Linked DNA regions of Anser cygnoides: all the other regions are linked to region 1. A link is a contact called in public Hi-C data. All regions are on one chromosome and are shown on one strand. The core of a region is the stretch at or near the end of the contact, and the rest is flanking DNA. Distances in the headings are between cores, read along the strand shown.

Region 1 (3,753 bases), core at 155-2,654:
GGGGGTGAATGAAAATAAAGGTAGGGGAGGGGAGGCTGGCGGCGGGGAGCAGCCGTTAATTTCTTTTGTCTGGCTCCCTGCTCGCCCACCGACACGGGGACAGCCGATGTCGGACAAACAGAACGAGGGAGTTGTGGAAAAAGGGAAAAATCAAAAAATCCCCGCCGTGGCTGTAAACGCGGCACGTCTGCAGGGGCCGAGCATCTCCCTCGGCGGGGCTGGGCTCGGCGGAGCCCGGCTGTGCCCCCGGTCTGTCCCCGTCTGTCCCGCTGCTGTGTTCTCCTCCCTCCGCGACAGACGGGGGCACAGATTTACAGGGACAAGCGAGGAGAGGCCGCTCGGTTTTCTCCCTCTCTCGGGGTTTGTCGGGGCTCTGCTCCGGCCCGGAGCTGCCCTTCTCGATGCAGGGGTTGTGGCTTAGGCCGGTGTTTTGCTCGGGAAACGGGCGGGCCCGAGAATGGAAATATCCATTGAATGGATATTTAGAAAAAGAAATAAAAAAAATAAATAAAAAAGCTTAGAAAAATAGAAAAATACTAATGAGCAGAGAGGTGTGCATCCAGGGGTGTCGCGGTCCTCCTGAGCGGCGCTGTGCCTACGGGAGAGCTCAGCCGGCACCGGGCATCCCTAAAACGTGGCCGACGGCGCTCAGCCCCATCCCTGCCCTCCGACCGAGCCCAAAATCCCAGCTCCCAGCCCCCCCGCAAGCTCCCGGGGCCACAGCGAGCCGCCCCGTCGGTGCCCGCCGCCCGGAGCCTGCGGGCGCTGCGGAACCGGGGAGGGGGCCGGGACTGCGACCGCCCCCGCGGGGGTGTTGGGGGGTGTTGGGGGCCTGCAGATTGGGAAAGTAAACAGGCGGCAGCGGCTCCATTCAGCCCGGGTTGTTTAAGACGTGCGGCTTCCATCTGTTGCCACATAAACAGGCAGGATGCCTTATGCTGCAGCACTCCGGGGGAGGGGAGAGGGGCTGGGAGGGGAGGGGGCTGCCGTGGTGTAAATCCCCCCACCCCCAGCCTGTCCTCTCGCTAACCCCAAGCCCCTGGACGGGACCCCCCTGCGCCACACGGGGCGGGGGGAGCGCTCGGGAGCCGTCCCGGAGGGGTTATTTCAAACACCCCCCAGGCACCGCCGGCACCGGGAGGGGGGGAACGGCCCCGACAAGGCTCCCGGGCTCCTCCCGCGGGCAGGGGGCCCCTCGTCCCCTGCCGTCGGGGCGGGGAAGGGGGAGCCACCTCGGGGAAAGCGGCCCCGCTGCCCCCGGCCCGGCCCCGCAGCAGCCGCCGGGGTCCCCGCCCGCAGCTTTTTGCCCGTCCCGAGCCCGCAATTTGGTTTTATTCTGCCCTCGTTCTTGTGAGATCCCACGTGGAAGCCGTTAACGAATGCTCGATAATGATCACGACGAAGGCATTATTCAAATGAGGCAGGTAATTGCAAACAGAGAGCGCCTTCTCCCCTTCCTTTTGCTCTTTTCCTTGAGCAGGCGTCGCGGCTGATGCTGGCGGGTCCCTCGCCAGGCGTCACCTCCATCCTCAAACCCGTCAAAGCAGGCTCCTGGGTGCCAGCCCGAGCCCCGCACGGCCTCAAGCTCACGCACTTTCTACAGCCGCACATCTTCGCGGTGCTGAACCCTGCCCGAAGCCCTCCCGTCCCGTCGGGGCTCGTCCTGCACAACCTCGGGGGGCCGGGCTGCTGCCTGTGCTCGCCCCCCAGGTGGAGAACACCCGGGTGTACCCATTTTTTTTTTATTATTATTTTTTCCCTCATTGTGCTTTTGACTCACTCGCAGCCTGTTGTTTATTCACAAGCATTACGGTATCCTGTTAGCATTCCGACCAGGGATCTGACTCCGCTGGTTTCCTGCAGGAACATGTGGAAGCAATAGCGGGGTTGTGCACTCACCCGAGCTGAGGATGCACTAGCGGAGAGCGTGCAAAAAGGCTGGGGACCCTGCGAGCCTCGCCACAGGGCCCTCGGCCTGAGCACGCTGTTCTTCTCCTGCCTGCCCTCACTCCCTTCGGGGCATCTTCGCTCCGGAGGCTCAGCTCTCCTTGGTTTAGGGAGGGAGAAAAACCACCGCATCCTGCCGCTTGACTTTGAGGACAAAACTTTTGTTTAGCCCTAAACGGAAAAAAATAGTAATAAAAAGAAAAAAGGGAGGGAGGCGGGCCGGAGCGGGAAGGGAGGAAGCGGGAGAAGCCCGGGGGCTCGGCTCCGAGGCCGGAGCCCTCCCTGGAGCCAGGGGCCTCCGTCCCCGCTCGGTTCCTGGGGCTGCACTGCCCCCTCTCCCGCGGCCGCAGCATCGCCCCGCTCGCCGGGCTCGGCTCCGGGACCCCGCAGCGGGGCGACGGGGGCAGCCCCCGCCACCTCCCCCGGCCAGCGCTGGTCGCCACGGCGAGGCGGAGGTCCCCGGCTAAAGCCGTCGGGGCCCCGGGCGAGCTCAGACCGGGCTCCCGGGCCGAGGGCACAGAGGATGAGAAGAGCTTCCCCGGTCCCGGCACAGCAGCAGGGTTTGGGGCGGCCGGCTCCCGGCGACGGCTGCCTTTCGTTGTGGTTTCATTCATAAACCCGAGCGGTGCGGCTCTGCCCCTCTCGCCCGGTGCCTCCTGCTTCTGGCTGCCTCGCAGCCCTCCGTGCTGCTCTGCGGCCCGTGCCCGCGCTCAGGAGCGCACAAAGGACACGAGGAAGCCGCCAATTCGTTTCCAGCTCCAGCTCCCCGTCCATAACCTCACACCGTGACCCACCGTCCTGGAGGGGCTGAGGGAGGAGGCTCATTCACGAAATTGGGAGCCCTCTGACTTTTCACCAAAGTTTTTTTTTTTTTTCCCCCTTTATTTTTTTTTTTCCTTCCCCCCGCAGTGCAAAACTCTCCGATTCCCCCCTTTTCCTCCCCCTGCCATATGGCCAGCCTCCCCCTCCCCTGCGAGGCTGCTGAAATCTGGAGGCTGAGATTGGCCCCCCTGCCTCCGTAAGAGCCTCCCTCCTGCGCCCGCCTCCGGCCGCGGGGCTGGGGGCGCCGGGCGAGCCAGGGCGGCTCTTATTGCGAAGGGGCCGGAGGGGGGCTTCATTTCCTGACAGCTATTTACTTAAAGCAAATGATTAGTTTTGGAAGGATGGACTATAACATTGAATCAATTACGGGGCGCGGGTTGTGAGCCCGTTGCAGTCGGGTCTGGAGGGAGGGCGAGCGGGAGGGAAGGAGCGCGGCTGAGCGGGGAAAGTCACAAAAGACGTGGACATATTTTGGATATTTTACAATCTGCGGGACTATAGCTGCGGATTGGAGAGGAGAAGGTAAGAGGTGAGGGGCACTTTCCCCATGTTTTTTTCCTTCCTTTTCCCCCGTTTCTTTTTCCCATTAATTTTTTTTTCTTTTCCCATTTTTTTTTAATTTTCTCTCACTTTATCCATTTGTTGGTATTTCTTTTCTTTTTCTTTCTTTCTTTCTTTTTTTTTTTTTTTTTTTTTTTTCCCCGACTGAGCCGCTCCGGGGGCGCCTTCCCGCCGGGGTGCCGGGGGCTGGCGGCCCCCGGGGGCGGCGGGGAGCTGGGACCGGGCTCTCTGCGGGCCGTCGGGGCGCGGCGGCGGCGGCGGCGGCGGCGGGGAGCAGCTCGGGCAGCGCTAATGACAAACACATTGGGACGGCGGGGGCCACCGGGCCGCATTCCTGCCCCGCCGGGGCTCCGAGAGCAGCGCCGGTGCCCGCCCGGAGGGCGCGGGGGGGACGCGCAGCGAGGATGGGAAGCAGGGCAGGGT
Region 2 (3,748 bases), core at 1,116-3,615, 440 kb before region 1:
GGGAAAAATAATTTTGAAATAGCAGAAAGGATAAGGTAATACATACAGAAATGCTACACATGCTGCGAGGGTTGTCAGAGCAATAAATTATAAAAAGAGACTGCTTGACAGCCAAAATAACCTCATCTTGTGCCACATCCTTGCCTTTTGAGGCACCTCTTCTCTCTCAGCCCTTTGTTCTTTGTATCATCTTTCACTCCTACGCCAGGCTAACTTCAGATGTTCCACAACTCCTCAGGGAAGCCTCCACACTTCTGGTGACGGGCCTGTCCGTGGTGGGCACTGGTACCAGAAACAAAAAAACAAGATTGCCTGGCACAAACGTAATACGGGAAAACAAATCTATTTCAAATGGGTGAAAACCACAAAGGATTCTGGAGCCCACATTACTGTCTGGGCTCCTTCGAAGGAAATCTGTTTTAATATTCCTGTAGACTTTTTTGTTTGTGAATGCATTATCTTTTTCTTTTTTTTTTAAACAAATCTAGTCAAATTCTGCCCCTAGAAGTTTGCTATTAACAGACCATCACGACATGTATCATATATTATTACCACAAGAATCAATGCCTAGTCAGATTGTGCCAAAGCATCAGATGAATCACAATTCCAACCAAGTTATGGCCAAGCATATACTTGAGAGCTTTAATCTTAGAGATGATAGTACTCCAATTATATGTTGAATAAAGGTACTACTTTGGCCAAAACGTGCCCCCTTTCACAGTATCCCCAGAATCCAATTTCTTATTGACATTTGCAACGGAAATGGATGTAGATCTGAGCATTCTCTCCCTCCATCCCTTTTGTTTCGTCCCTTTTCTTATAAAAAAACAGTGAGAAACTTAGTGAAAAGCTATCATAAAATAAACATACCTGCCAGAAACTACCGGAAATTACCAAAATGTTAGGAATTGAAACTCATTAAGAGTCAAGAAACTTGATGGCCATGTAAAACAGCAACTTATATGAGATGATCATATGAGACCAGACGCTGGATCACACACTACTGCATTTTCCAGATAGGAATTTAAACACCAGCTAACTTCACCATATTTTACACTGTCTTTAAAATATTTTATACTTGGTATGCAGATAGACAGAGACAGAAAATATGACATAAACCACAAAGCAAAATATGTGAATGTGGCAGATTTTGTACATGAGAAAGCTCCAGTGCTCCGCCTGCACGCCCCACTCAGCCCACAGGAAGGAGACAGAACGGCAGCACAAAGACATGCGAAGGCAGATTATCAGTCCACTGCAGGGCACCGAGGCTGTTAATCAGTACAGTAAATGTTATCACAATAGACTACTGACATTTCTAGCCCTTGTACAAGGCTCGCCGTGCTTTAAACAGGATTCGGGCTTTCATGGTGATTAAAGGCAGATGTCCCGCGCATGAGTAGGTTTGTAACTTATGAGCCTCCCCGTCCATTTTTGTGTGTGGAAGGAATCTTTCATCGACAGGACATCTTCACTGGAGGATGCTCACTATGGTTTGATTTGTACAAGGAAGAGCTTTTTCTTTTCCTTTTTCAGAATGGGAAAATGAAACAAGCTTAGAGTACACAGCTGTACCTCATCTCATCCTATGAAATGTATCAGGTTCAAGCCCTAATTCTCCTCTCCAGTTTTCCACTGCCATTAAAAAGTAGTCATGTTATCATCTTCCGGGGAGCAGCAGATGGCAGAAAAAACAGCAACATGTCAGAGTATAGATGTACTTTTTTTCCCTTATACATGTACAAGAGCAGCAGCCTCAATAACTACTGATTATACATCAAGTATGAAACATCAAGTGAAATCCAGGCATATATAAAATGGTGATTATTTTTCCAACATCATAGTGCTACGGTGAAAAAATTCTGAAATCCCATTCTTTTGTTAACTTTCTCATCCCATCGTAGAAATCTTCTCCTCCCCTCAAAGCCAACAGCTCCCTCTCTTTAAGCAAAGTTTAACTGTACTACATAAAAGCCGCTCTTTCAGTTCCTTAATTCAGCAGAAATCCTCAAGGATGGTATTCACACACAGTGGTGAACAGACTGTACACCCGGGGCTGGGTATGCTTGTGCGCGGTTATATGACCTTCTAGCACACTGCTTATTAGAAAGTATGCCCAACATCCGAATTTCTGTCATGCTGCTCGATGCCACGTGGCCTATGTGCCCTCTCCTCAGCCGGCAGGCAGCAGCAGCACCTTTGCGGCTGGCTCCTTGCTCTGCATGGAGAAGACACCGGGATGCTCTCCCCAGCTGCCAGCTGCAAGAGCCATACGAGGGGCATCCTGACTGCCAGGGATGGCTCCTGCCACAGCTCCTCCCCGTCCGTTCCTCCAGCATGAGCTACAAGCAGAAAAGTGATCTTGGCTTTCTGGGATCTCCCTCCCACTCGGCTGAGCGCCTGAGTCAGCGTAACTCCCTCCTGATATCACATTTGTGCAAAGGGAGCTGACTGGAGAGCTGGACATCTGGTCCCAATATCCAAAAACACTTAAATCATGCATGTCATTCCAAACATTTAAGGACTTTAGAAGTTTTCAGTTACTTTTGTATGTACTTCCTAGTTGCTTCACGCAGGAAGGATTCCTTAAGTTTCTCTCTGAAGCTCTGGGGAGATGCATATACCATGCCATTTTAACCAGGAAAACAACAGCCTTAAAGATAAGCCTGCATGTTTCCTATCTTTATATTAACTATTTATTTAATTATTCAAAGAGAATATTAAGATGTGCTGAGTTACATTGCTTATAATTCAGACTTCAAAAACAGGCAAAAAAAAAAAAAAAAGCGTTGTGTGTGTACAATGGAACAAAACAACTTCAGTTGTAAATGGTAGACATTTGAGGTGCCAAGGTATTTTCTAGTTCCCCATCATGCCTTCTGGCAGGAGAGAAAGGAAGGATGGCCCAGCAGCCCGGCACCAGGCTGCGACTCAGAAGACCAGTGCTCACCTCCATGCATGACTGCAAGCCTCCTGCTTGTCCTCCACCTGTGACCAGAGGCCACTTCCTCACACCACCGAGCATCAACTCAAGTGCTTGGATGGGCTGATGCTGATGCCCAGGTACAAGCAATGACATTCAGTGCAGCGAATGATTTCCACATATACCGTGAGCTGTGGTATGCTGGTGGCAACGCAGCCCAGGCACAGCCCGAGCCCGCTGTAACCACTTAGCTGGCGCATCCGCAGCATTCGAGCTGCTTTTCAATAGCTGGTATGGGTATGTTTGGCTACCTCACAGTCTCTGTTGCACAAAGCTCTTGCAAGAGTGAAAATATATCACTTCGATGTAATTTCTATTGTTCTTATCTGGTGCCCCACACCTCAAGCTGGAGCGCTGCCAAGTTTTGCTGCACACAGCTTGTCCCGCTGCATAGCCATACCACTGTAACAGCAGAAAACCACTAATTTCTTTTTTGGCGGCTACTAGAAAATTCTTCTCCCCTTCCCCAGTACAGAAAGCTCCCGATTCTCTAACAGGCCCTCTTTCAGTCCACTCAGAGGACAAGAGAAGCAGACATTCAGGGCGTAAGTGATATCCCATATGGAGATGCACAGCAGCAAAAGGAAAGAGGCATGAGAAACTACAGTCTGAATGAGAGAATCCAGAGGATCTCGGTTATATATTACAACTCACAAAATACTTTAAGTCATTTATCTGAGACTTGGATCCTATTTTGGAAGACAGAATAGTATTACAAAGCTCCTTTAGACACTGTTTATTAACATCAAAATGAAATATGAAAAG
Region 3 (3,748 bases), core at 936-3,435, 500 kb before region 1:
GCTACGGGCCCAGCACAAGATGTGTGGGTTTATCTAACGTCATGAAGGACAGCTGCCTTTGTCTGACTGCAGATGTTTGGCCAGTTGAAGTTGAGAAGCTTGACCACTGCATGAGATAAGCTTTTCAGCCTTGCACAAGGAATTAACTGATACTCTTGTTTATCTTCTCTCAGAAAGCGACTTTCACACTGGAACAAGCTGGACAAATTAAACGGTTTAGTTAAAGAAAAACATATTTAGCTATTCCTTTGCTATATTCCCTTTGCAATTGCTGTATATTTTGCACAGGAGGTTCACTTTTCTTTCTTGTGATCTAAATTCCTCATCTGCTTGATCCCACAACAAAACAATTAATCTTTTGTTTACCATATTACAGTCAGTTGTCATGGAAATCAATACAATGTCCAAAATTTAGTCATACGAACATTTCTGGATCACATATGAAGACAACAGAGTGATATAGGTGGAGCATGTCTATTAAAAATAGACTTGGTACACAGTGAGTGCATCAGAAAAAGATATTTTGGAAGAATGTAAAACCTTTAAAGAAGGCTAAAAAAAAAAGGGAGCCTAGTCTCCGTCTGACACATCTGAATATTCCTGCCAACAGGCAAGTCTTTCTTTAAATCATACATAGTCTTTCATTTGCACAGAAGACTGATCAATCTTTTGTCTAGATTTGAAGCTGTCGGCCAGGAGAGCAGAACCGAGACTCTCCTCTTCCCTCGGTGAATGATCTATTTGCTGATGGAGATGAGCAAGGGAGTGGACAATCTCAGCAGTGCTTTTCTACAGCCATATTTTATTCTCCCCTTAACATGAACACAGAAAATCAGGAGCAGCTGCACTGAAGAAATGTAATGCTATTCTCTATGATGTCTATATGTCTCAAATTGTTGGGAAGTTCCCTGCATGGGCCCAAATTCTCAATGATGACACAGCTGAAGGCCAACATGGAGCAATGGTGGTACAAACGGGACCACTGCAGATTTGCAAGATCTACTTTTGGGTAGTGTATATATGCCGAGGCTGCTACAGGATTCTGGATAAAACACTGTCTGAGCCTCATGAGCAATATGATGGATAGTGCCAGACACCCATTTGGGTTGGGGGAGCTGCCAGACTAGCTCCATACGGCCCAAAGATGTTGTACAGAGAGATCTGTCGACATTATCAGAATTGAATTAAGTTGAACTGGCAATAACAACAGAGATAGTATATGGAACCACTTGCTTTCTAGCTGCTGCCTCCTCTCCCAAATTAAATTAACCGCTCCCCTGCCCCAGCAGAAAGCTGCCTGCCCACGGCTCACACATCCTGCCTGCTCCTGGCTTGCAGGCACAGAGGTGACCCCATTTTCTGCCTTCCATACTTCTCACACCCACCCGAGCAGGCTTGTATCACAAAGCATAACCGATGCCAGTGCTTCATGCTCAGAAAGGATAACATGGAGATGCAGTTTATAATAAACATTTGAACCCTTTCAAGGGGGTTTCAAAATGATATTTGACAACATTTGCAATGCTTAAGTGCTCGCTCTTACACATGCAACACGCTGATGTCAAGCATCTCAAAACACTAAAAATGAAGAACAGATTAGTGAAAATGTCATCTTTAGGATCCACATCCTGCAGACAGATAGGATCCACGTTTAGCAGTCCCATAACTTAACCGATGTACAGAGAGAACAATGGGGCAAATGTCCCTTGCAACACAGGATGCCAGTCGCAGTGATAATTCCCCACCAACCATTTTCTCTCAAGGAAGAGAAGTCTAGATTCACTCAAAAATATTCCTCAGATATTTGAGAACATCTGTTATTTTTATTATTATTATTATTACTATTTCGAATTATATGAGAAAGTTTGTATGGGAACAGGTATCTGAAAAGCAGTATTCCCCTGTAGCATTTGCAGCTGAAGCTTTGCGGGCAACCACTTTTGAGAACTGCCTCTGCAAACAAATTTTATTTTACCACTTGGGCACCAACCTTGTATCTGGACTCAACACTGGAGCAGGGCCACTGCTTGTAAAGTCTGTGTAGCTTTAATTCACCAAGGTACTACTTCTTGGCAGAAAGAGTATAATTTATCTTCACTTTGATGGGTTTCTGTGTTAACTCATCAAAATTAACCACCAGGGCACCTGAACGCTGCCAAATTTTAAGCACACAATGAGACACCTAGACTGAATGAGCTGTGTGCATACTAAACTGGATTTAAATATGCCAAGCTATAATAATGTAGTAACGCAGTAAATCAGATATGATGAAGGAACTCTGAGGCTACACGAAGACAAATGTGAGGCTGGATTCTTTCATCCAGCAAGGTTATCCTTTCATCCAGTAAGGTTACCCCACAGCAAGTGATCACAGGAAAATGCTCTAAATCAGTAGAAGCAATGTAACCGAGGAGCTTTACTTCACCCTGCATTAGCTGTCCAGGTCCTTTGGCATAACGGAGAGAGATGATCCAACCATGATTTTGGAAAGGTGGGCGCTGTGAACGAGCTTTGTCTCAAGCTGTAGGCAGTTGCACTGAAATACAAATGCACAGAGGAGGTTCTTTGATGTACTCCCTCGCAGCTGTACATCTGATTACGACTTGCAAATGCTTTAGGGTTCACAGGTTTCCTTCTCTGTGCCTTTCCCAAACACACACAGCCTTGAGGGTGATGCCAACCACAAGTTACTGGCACTCTTTCAGACCCCTATCAACCCCTCCATTAACTGAAAAACAGGCAAACTTCAAGCTAACAATTTCAATCCTGCTATTTTCCTTACGGTTAAAATAGGCATTTCCTGAAAACAGATCTCTGCGTTATCTGTCCTGAAGATCATATGTAAACTCTTGAAGAATATTCAGGAAATATAAATATAACAAAACTCATGCCAGTCTGACCTTGCTCGTTAATAAGTATGTAGAGCATATGTTTATGCATAACTCTGAGGTTGTACTTGTACAATCAAATTAACCTTTGGACTGCTGGTGTTCAGCCATAATTTACTGCATCTAGTTTTCAATTGCATATACAGTGCTGCTAATACTACAGAAATACTATCCCATAAAAATTGTAAGGCCTGATAACAAAGCTGATAACAGAGCAGAGTGTTTCACTTCCAGTACAAAAATATAATTATCATTGTATACCCATAATCAGTTGTGTCTGCAGCAGAGGCAAAATGTTTTTATTTGCAGCCTTTGCTAAAACACTGTCTAGAAATACTGCAGTGGGGGTAGGAGGGAAGAAGCAGAAGGGGGAGAGGAAGAGCCAAGTCGGTAACTATCCCCAGACACTGATTTAATTTATAAAGGCAGTAGCTTGGGCCACGGCATTGTTCCTGCGTTCCCCAAGTTAGTTCCACACCGCTGCTAATTACTGCTTGAATGCAATGTGCTGTGCAGAGGCTACAGAGGTCACGTCTCCGGAGCCTCCCTCCGAGTGACACGATCTTGCTGAGCAAGCAGAGAGCCGCTCTTCCCACACCTCCAAGGAGGGGTGCTGGGGTGCAAGAGGCAGCCCCCGTCCATCCGAGCCACATCCACGGTGACGGGACTTGACAAGAGCTTCCCCTCGTCCAACTGAGCACCGACAGCACATCTAATACGAGGAGACATGGCTAGTTGCTTCAGACTAGCCCGTGTACTTTGAGCAGCCATCTCCACCCGCTGTGCCCGCACATTAAACCACCACGCGGGATCTCACTGACCTCAGTCTTCCCGAGGGTAACAGGCATGCTGGCAAAGGC

The links. Hi-C and Micro-C count contacts between places; a contact is called where the count stands out from the background.
Region 2: a contact with region 1 is called in a Hi-C map of granulosa cells, with 1.8 times the contacts expected there. The contact joins the enhancer-like site here to the promoter of PDGFRA in region 1. A contact is called at or near these places in 2 of 7 Hi-C or Micro-C datasets (granulosa cells and liver).
Region 3: a contact with region 1 is called in a Hi-C map of liver, with 2.9 times the contacts expected there. The contact joins the enhancer-like site here to the promoter of PDGFRA in region 1. A contact is called at or near these places in 3 of 7 Hi-C or Micro-C datasets (granulosa cells and liver).

What each region holds. Positions count from the first base shown.
Region 1 is chr4:28,662,886-28,666,638 of Taihu_goose_T2T_genome, forward strand. PDGFRA (platelet derived growth factor receptor alpha) reads left to right here and starts at 1,405. Exons shown (of 23, transcript XM_013172769.3): 1 at 1,405-1,424. The coding sequence starts at 1,416. LOC106030789 (a long non-coding RNA gene) reads right to left here and starts at 2,858. Exons shown (of 3, transcript XR_007158817.2): 1 at 1,900-2,858.
Region 2 is chr4:28,225,391-28,229,138 of Taihu_goose_T2T_genome, forward strand. The region is part of intron 4 of SCFD2 (sec1 family domain containing 2); the gene reads right to left. Among named protein-coding and RNA genes, the nearest start is that of SCFD2, 75 kb to the right of the region's middle. Within about 2 kb of position 2,366, at least 1 of the 3 cell types and tissues checked has open chromatin away from gene starts, as enhancers often do.
Region 3 is chr4:28,159,921-28,163,668 of Taihu_goose_T2T_genome, forward strand. All of the region lies in intron 5 of SCFD2 (sec1 family domain containing 2), which reads right to left. Among named protein-coding and RNA genes, the nearest start is that of RASL11B, 59 kb to the left of the region's middle. Within about 2 kb of position 2,186, at least 1 of the 3 cell types and tissues checked has open chromatin away from gene starts, as enhancers often do.